2 separate regions of the Rattus norvegicus genome follow, and region 1 is linked to region 2. A link is a contact called in public Hi-C data. All regions are on one chromosome and are shown on one strand. Each heading gives the region's core, a stretch centred on a gene start, on an enhancer-like site or on the middle of the called end of the contact. The rest is flanking DNA. Distances are from core to core; before and after follow the strand shown.

What was found. A called contact is a pair of places that touch in the nucleus more often than the background predicts.
Region 1: a contact with region 2 is called in a Hi-C map of kidney, with 2.0 times the contacts expected there. The contact joins the promoter of Rft1 here to the enhancer-like site in region 2. A contact is called at or near these places in 8 of 12 Hi-C or Micro-C datasets (the A7r5 cell line, frontal cortex, hepatocytes and 4 more) and 1 of 1 datasets of contacts at active chromatin or transcription factors (oligodendrocytes).

Annotation. Positions count from the first base shown.
Region 1 is chr16:5,831,997-5,836,298 of GRCr8, reverse strand. Rft1 (RFT1 homolog) reads right to left here and starts at 2,753. Exons shown (of 13, transcript NM_001135866.1): 1 at 2,638-2,753. The coding sequence starts at 2,700. LOC134482446 (a long non-coding RNA gene) reads left to right here and starts at 2,759. Exons shown (of 2, transcript XR_010058555.1): 1 at 2,759-3,020.
Region 2 is chr16:5,783,980-5,787,862 of GRCr8, reverse strand. It overlaps Prkcd (protein kinase C, delta), which reads left to right. Exons shown (of 19, transcript NM_133307.2): 5 at 732-792; 6 at 954-1,116; 7 at 1,213-1,244; 8 at 2,301-2,386; 9 at 2,625-2,754; 10 at 3,453-3,553. Among named protein-coding and RNA genes, the nearest start is that of Prkcd, 20 kb to the left of the region's middle. Within about 2 kb of position 1,367, at least 3 of the 93 cell types and tissues checked have an H3K27ac peak or open chromatin away from gene starts, as enhancers often do. A contact at or near this core is called in kidney, where this site is marked.

The DNA.
Region 1 (4,302 bases), core at 1,504-4,003, 47 kb before region 2:
AACTTTACAGGTAAGGGGCTTGAGACCCCATATGAACAACAATGCCAACCAACCAGAGCTTCCAGGGACTAAGCCACTACCCAAAGACTATACATGGACTGATCCTGGACTCCAACCTCATAGGTAGCAATGAATAGCCTAGTAGGGGCACCAGTGGAAGGGGAAGCCCTTGGTCCTGCCAAGGCTGGACCCCCATTGAACGGGATTCTTGGGGGGAGGGCGGTAATGGGGGGAGGAATGGGAGGGGAACACCCATATAGAATGGGAGGGGGAGTTAGGGGATGTTGGCATGGAAACCAGGAAAGGGAATAACATTTGAAATGTAAATAAGAAATACCCAATTTAATAAAGATGGAGGAAAAAAAAAACTTTACACGTATAAAAGCTTTTACATTTGTTGAGTATTTGACCCTTAAAAACAACCAAGCAGGCTAATCACGGGAGCACAAGCCTTTAATCCCAGCATCCACAAGGCAAAAGTGGACAAATTTGAGACCAGCCTGGTCTATGTAGAGAATTCTAGTCCAGCCAGGGCTACACAGTGAGACCCTGTCAAAAGAACAAAACAACAAAAGACAGCCAGGGCTGAGACTACAGCTCAGTGATGCGCTGGCTTAGGATGTGTGGAGCCATCAAGTTGCAACAGCAAAGGACAGCCAGGCAAATTCACCTGAAACAGAACTCAGAATGAAGCAATCTCACCTAATATCAAACAACAAATGGATGGCCCAGCTTAGCTTCATACAGAATCCACAGAAGCCAATCTGGGTAGTAAGGTATTTCCAAAGGTGGGGGGAAAAAATCAACACTATGCTGCTGGAGAGATGGCTCAGCAGTTAAGAGCACAGACTGCTGTTCCAGAGGTCCTGAGTTTAATTCCCAGCAACCACATGGTGGCTCACAACCATCTGTGATGGAATCTGATGCCCTCTTCTAATGTGTCTGAAGACAGTGACAGTGTACTCATACACAAAAAACAAGTAAATCTTAAAAAAAAAACAAAACAAAACACTATGCATAATATATTGAACTGGTGTATACTGTGAAAGAGAAAAACAAAGAACTAGACAAACGGAATTAAATGAAGAGTAGCCAATTTTGCTTTATATACTGTGTGCAAGGCACTTTTCTACATCCTTCAAACGTAGCTTATTTTACCCTACACTGCCATTTACAAACTTCTTATGCTAATAAAAGTAGCTAACATTTACTAAGCACCTTGTAGTGTACCAGAACATAACAGAAATTATTTCATCTAATCTTCCTAATCACCCTGTGAAGTTGCAGTACTGTTCTCATTCAAAATGAGGAAGCAGCTGGGATGGTGGTACATGTCAGGATGGTTACCCCAGCACTTCATATGCTGCAGCAAGAGTAGCAAGAATTCAAGGCCAGCTTGGGCTACATAGCAATCTCTTTTCTAAAAAAAAATAAAATAGGGGTTGTGGATTTAGCTCAGTGGTAGAGCGCTTGCCTAGCAAGCGCAAGGCCCTGGGTTCGGTACCCAGCTCCAAAAAAAAAATAAAATAAAATAAAAATAAAATAAAATAAAATAAAATAAAATGCAGAGGCAGGGCAGATCTGAGTTCAAAGCCATCCTGGTCAACAGAGTGAATTACAGGACAGCCAGGAAGGCATAGAGAGATCTTGTCTTTTAAAATAAAAGACAAAGACAAAGATGAAAAGGAAGTTGAAGAAGGAAGTCAGGCAAGCAGGAAGGAAGGAGAAAGGAAACGAAAAAAAAATGCTCAGTAAAAAGTCAAGTGATTTTTAACTTATTTTTGAGATAGGGTCTAAGTATATAGCCCTATCTGGACTGGAGCTCAGATTGGAACTCACACAGAACTCAACCTCTTGAATGTTGGGATGAAAGACTTGTGCCACTACACCTAGTCCAAGTAATTTGTATCTTAAAAGCAGTCATCTAACCTGAATCTAACTCAGCCTGGTTCTCTCTCCTAACCTCTTTGTGCCTCTTTGGTGAAGGTGGATTCTGGATCATGTGGATGAACTGACAAGAAAAAAAAAATAAAAAGCCAAAAAACGTCTGTCCAAGGACAAACTGCAGACGCAGTCTATTAAGTGCACTAGGATTCAGGTACTGTGCTAAGTGCTCTTATTCAAATGATCCCAAATAATCCTTGCAAATTGTTTTCTGAATTAGATACTATTACACTCATTTTGTCAACAAGGAGCTAAAAGACTCTGGGACTGAAGTGACGTGTTCTAGGTCACACAGCACGCAATGCCTGAACCCGGATCCCTGTTCTTAGCTATGCCATATGGTCTCTCTAAACTCAATGCGAATCAGAGTTGAAGAACGGTGTTTTGAGGATCAAGTGTGGAGCACTCAGGAAATGAACCCCTTAAAATATCAGATTAAAGTAGCCTCCGTCTCTACCACTTGTTTAAATCGTCTCCTATTACCACACAGTAATACAATGCTCAGAAAGCAAAGGCATCTTTGTCAATGGCATCAGCCGAGACTGGAACCGTAGACTCCCAACTCCTAGACCCGGCGCCCCTCCCCGCCGTCGTGGTCCCCCGTGGGACCCCGTGCAATGCGGGGAACCCAGAGTAGCCTCCCCCTGAGGCCTTGCCGGGGCACCACACGCTGGAGCGGGCGCAGCAGAGTACCTGCAGCAGGAGACCCGAGGAGGCCAGCCGGGCCGCCTGGCCCAGTACCTCCTGGCTGCCCATAGCCTCAGAGGCTCGGCTCAAAGGAGGAAACGCGCCCCGCGCCTGCTTCGTCGCGGAAAAATGGCGTCACGGACAGACTCGCTCCTGATTGGGGACTTTGACAACGGAGGCGGAGCACAAGGAGCTGCGAATCCAAACAACTTGTGAGGCTCTGTCTCTACCGCTTCTTGCTTGTGTTTGATTTCGGTGTTTTATTTTCTTTTTGTTTTTGTTGTTGTTTTGAGAGTGTGTTCAACGTCGGTCCCTGTAGTCCATGTTGACCTAGAGATCGCAGCCTCTGGAACATTGGGTTAACTAGGGCGCACTCCTAGGCCCAATTGGTATGATGTCTTTTGGCTTGTTTTTTTGTTTTGTTTTGTTTGAGACAGAGTCTCATTATGTAGCCCTGGTTAGCCTAGAGCTCGATACATAATTTTAGACTTGCCTCGAACTCAGTGATCTGCCGGATTCTGACTCCCAAGTGTAGGGTTTCCAACTGTTATTTTGAAATAAGGTCTTTCTGTGTAGCCAAGGCTGGCCTGGAATTCACTTAGAGAGTCTAGGATAGCCTTGAATTCCTGATCCTCTTGTCTCCAGCTCCCAGGTAATCTATGTTTTTCTAATTAAATTTTATTTTGTATAGTGTAGTTGTGTGTGTATCACTGAACTCTTCAGAAGTCAGTTCTCTTTCCACCTTTGCATGGGTTCCGAGATCAAACTCAGATTGGCAGGTTTACATGGTAAACTCTTAACCTGCCCGGCTAATGTGCAGGCCTGCTAAACATCTTCCCTGCCTAGCTTCCCGGTACTGGGGATTGAACCTAGAGCTTTATTAATGTAACGTGAGTGCTTTACCACAGATACCACAGTCCCATCCCTCTTCTTGCTTTGATTTTTTTAAATGGAAGTTGTTTCCTTTTATGAATATGTCTCTATTGCAAATAAATCCAATACTATGGCATTAGACACTGGGGTCAGAGGCTGGAGGTTCATAGTGTGTTCACCAAACACTTGAGAAACTCTAGGTACCACATACACCTACTCTGAACTCCAACACTCAGGGGTGAAGGCTGAAGGACCAAAAATTTAAAGTTGTCCTTAGGTGCATAAGGAGATTGAAGCCCAAGATGCAGAAGACCCTGTTTCAAAGCAAAGCAAAGCAAGCAAGCAGTGGTGTCAGGACACAGTGCTCAGCAGAGACGCTCAGATTCTTGCCATTGGCTCTTACACAAATGTAGGTACAGAACCCTTCCACCAACTGGGCTGGACAGGACTTCTCCCCATTTTGCAAAGGAAGAACCGGGGACTAAAAGTCAGACACAGCATTTTCATGTATGGAGTTTTGTAGAAACCTTCCCAAAGCTCTGATACTTGGGCCTGGTTGTCAGAGAGGAGGAAAGGAAGCCTGGGAGGTACAAGGTGCCTTGTTTGAATCTGCACATCACGGACCTGGGCAGAACAGACCAGGTCAAAGGACAGACTGGAAGTATTTCATACTTTTTCCCCAAAGTCCCCAGCATAAACGATCACCGTTTCTAAGCTCTTGGGCCTTCCTTGCTCTCTGGTAGTTGTGTGTCACCTTTTACATCATCGCCATCCTTATCAGTACATTTTAGACACTCA
Region 2 (3,883 bases), core at 118-2,617:
GATATTTAGCAGAAAAGAGGTAAGAGAAGAAAGTTGGCAGTCTGCACACTCACCTGCTGAAACTAGGACTGCACATGCCTGGGGCCACATGCATCTGTGGTAGTGTTCTTGTTGGCTGCAGAATGCCAGAGCCAATACAATCCTGTGGTCTTCTGCAGCCAAAATGTGTTTTTAAAAAGGCTCAGTGACCATTGGACACACTGGTCAGCCTTAATGAGTGAAGGAGCCTAGATAGAAGGGGGGTCACATAGGACAGCCCCGACTCTTAAGCCGGTTAGGCAGGGATCCAGGAGCCTCCTGGCCAGGTGCTCTCCTTGAGGAAATAGCACTGGCTCTGTGTCCCGAGAGGCTTGGGCCTTTCCCTCTCTGGACTGTCTGGGCTACTGGAGAACCGATCTCTGAGAGCAGCGTTCTGCGTTCTCAGGCACAGTGGTGTGGTGTCTGCGTGTGAAGATGGGGGTAGGGCGGGGAGTTCCCCTGTACACTGTTCCTGGGCCGTGTGGCCTAGCAGGGTGTGGGCTGGACCCTTTTCACTTCCCCAAATGTAATAATACCCTGGGTGCAAAGTGGGGCGGGGCTTGGGCGGGGCCCTGCCTACCCTGGACAGGCTGGGGTCTGGCCAGGCTCTAGGGCCCCCCTTGGCCTTGAGGGAGACCAATGGGGTGGGTTCTGAGTCTCCCATGGGCCAGGCCCGCCCTCACTGACTTGACATCCCCCTCCCACCCCTGCAGCTGGACCTGCAGCCTCAGGCCAAGGTGCTGATGTGTGTGCAGTATTTCCTGGAGGATGGGGGTAAGGCCCACGGGCAGGGCAAGCTCCTTTGCCAGGTCAGAGGCAGCTGGAAGGAGTCCCAAAGCAAGCAACTCCCATGGGGATGTGTGGGGGCCATCTGGGGAGGGACTGGAGGGGCTGACCTTAATGGACTGGGGCTGACTTTACTGTATGGCTCGTAGATTGCAAACAGTCCATGCGTAGTGAGGAGGAGGCCATGTTCCCAACTATGAACCGCCGTGGAGCCATTAAACAGGCCAAGATTCACTACATCAAGAACCACGAGTTCATCGCCACCTTCTTTGGGCAGCCCACCTTCTGTTCTGTGTGCAAAGAGTTTGTCTGGTGAGGGCTGGTAACCCCTGCCGGGGGTGGCACAGGAAGGAAGGGATTGAACTGGAGCATCCTCACTCACTCTGCTGTTGGGGCTTTGCCTTTCAGGGGCCTCAACAAGCAAGGCTACAAATGCAGGCGTAAGTCTCTCCTCTGTTTGGTGTGTGCATGTATGTGCTGACGCGTGTCACTGTGTCTCTGGGTCTGGATAGCAAGTCTGGACAAGAGCCCTATGTACATGAGTGTGTGTGCTCGAGTCAGTCAGTGCCAGGCTGGCTTGTTGCAGCTGGCTGGATCCAGTTCTGTGCATTCCTTCCTAACTCTGTGCAGGTTCCCAGGCTGTTGCCCAAAATCTGCTGTTGTAGAGATTTACATGGAGACCAGCCACTGACTAGGCAGGGACACACACGAGGTCTCTGCCCCCAGGGTGGGCGTGAGATCCTCACTAGCCCTCCCATGACTGTATGCTTGTTGTAGATGAACGTGTGTGACGCACAGGTGTGAGCGTGAGCGCTCCTTTCACGGTGACACAAAGTGTGCAGCAGTCTCTGCAGACCATGGGTGTGATCGAGCACAGGCTGCTCTCCCAAGTGCACGGCCTTGGTCTCAGCACGGGCCAAGTGCCCCTTTCCTTGTCTGTAAACTACAGACAGTAGGTTCAAGTGTGAAGACCCATGGGATAACATACATACATGTAAGCTATGTTTTGAGGGCTTAGCAGGTGGTGAGTGTTCAGTAAAAGAAGTCTGTTGTTGTGATCACGCAAGCTCTGTGTGGATGGGCAGGTGTCTCTGCGGGGCGTGTCATATGGACCGGTGAAGGAGAGCTCAGCAGCTACTTGCTGACCTGGAGGAAAGAAATCGAAAAGAGGGGCTTTCCTCCTGCCCCTATACAGTCTCACTTCTTACTACCCACCCCCCACACACACCACTACTGAGGGTCCTTGAGCCTTCTCTAATTCTAACTACCCTTTAGACTGGCCTGTCTCTTGCCCATGCTTTGCAGGCTGCTCTGGAAAGGATAGCGGGGGGAAGGGGGAATAAAGCCCCGGGCTGAGGCCTGTGTAGGGTGAGGGTGTGGGCGGCCAGTGAGAAGGCTGGCTTTGTGCAGAGGGCTGTAGTTGGCCAGTAGTGTCAGCTCAGACTCTGCCTCTCTTGGTGCCTCCCCCACCCCGCCTGGGCCTGTGCCCCTTCAAGAATGCAACGCTGCCATCCATAAGAAATGCATCGACAAGATTATCGGCCGCTGCACTGGCACTGCTACCAATAGCCGGGACACCATCGTGAGCTGGGCCCAGGGCGCGGGGGTCTGGGGACTGTTAGATGGGAGGGCCATGGGTACCCAAGACTCTGTGGGGCTCACCTTCTTTCCTCACTTTCTTTCACTTTCCTTGCATCTTTTCTGGGCTCCTTGGGCCTTTGGGTTTCCCAGACCTTGGTGGAACCCCGTTATGCACCTGACAACCTACAGTTTTGGAGAGCTGGCATGTGACCCCTGACCTGTGATACCCTTCCCTCCAGTTCCAGAAAGAACGCTTCAACATCGACATGCCTCACCGATTCAAGGTCTATAACTACATGAGCCCCACCTTCTGTGACCACTGTGGCAGTTTGCTCTGGGGATTGGTGAAACAGGGATTAAAGTGTGAAGGTGTGTGCTACACAGGTCCCAGGTCCTCCACCTCCTAAGCCCAGTACCCACCATCATGCCTGATTCTTCTCATGCTGGCCCTAAAACCAAAGGACTCTTATTTGTCTCCCCTTCATATGTCTCCAAGTTACATCCCCAGTGCACAGCTCACATCACTGAGGAGCAGGTGACTGGAAGTGCTTAACCAGGGCTTGCTGCACTAGCAGGCCCTGTCTGCCTTCCTCCCTCTCCCCCTCCCCTGCCTCCTCTCCGTCCCCTGCCCCCTCCCCTTATCCCAAGCTTCCCTTCAGGAGAATCTCAAAGCCCTGAGGAAAGCTGCCTCACTCACTTGTCTCAGATGTTAAAGAGGTTAGCGCTCTCTCTCTCTCTCTCTCTCTCTCTCTCTCTCTCTCTCTCTCCCCTCCCCCCTCCCCTTTCTCTCTCTCTTTGGCAGGTTCTCACACAGTAGCCAAGGCTGGCCTTGAGTTTAGAGCAGTCCTCCTGCCTCCACCTCCCGTTGCTGGGATTATGGGTGTGAGTGGCTGTACCCATTAGTCTCCTTTTCTTTCTTTGAACCATGACATATCATGGTGGTTTCAAATGCCCTCATCCCCAGAAGCTCAACAGTCCAAAAAGGTCCCCTCCCTCCTACCCCACCTCCTACCCCCCCATCCATATCTGAGACCTGACACTGCTGGGCCCTCCTCTGATTCTTGCAGACTGCGGCATGAATGTGCACCACAAATGCCGGGAGAAGGTGGCCAACCTGTGTGGTATCAACCAAAAGCTCTTGGCTGAGGCCTTGAACCAAGTGACCCAGGTAGGCAGGGCTTGAGGGGCCTGGACACAGGGCAGTGGGAGCAGAGAGTATCAGGGCTGGCAATATACCTGGGGAGCCTAAGGTGGGTGAGGCTTCGGGAAGATTGTTGATGGATTTAGGTGGCAGAGAGAGGTGGCCTCGTTATCTTTGGAGGTTTCATCATTCAGGAAGCTGTTAACTGAGGAGAGGCAGGGGCTGCAGAGTTGAATGTTGGGACATTGTGAACAAGGACCGGGTCTATGTTATGTGTGTGCCATGTAGGGCATGTAGGTGTATATGTGTGGTATAGGTATTGTGTATGTGACAGATGTGTGCATGTATGTGTGCGTG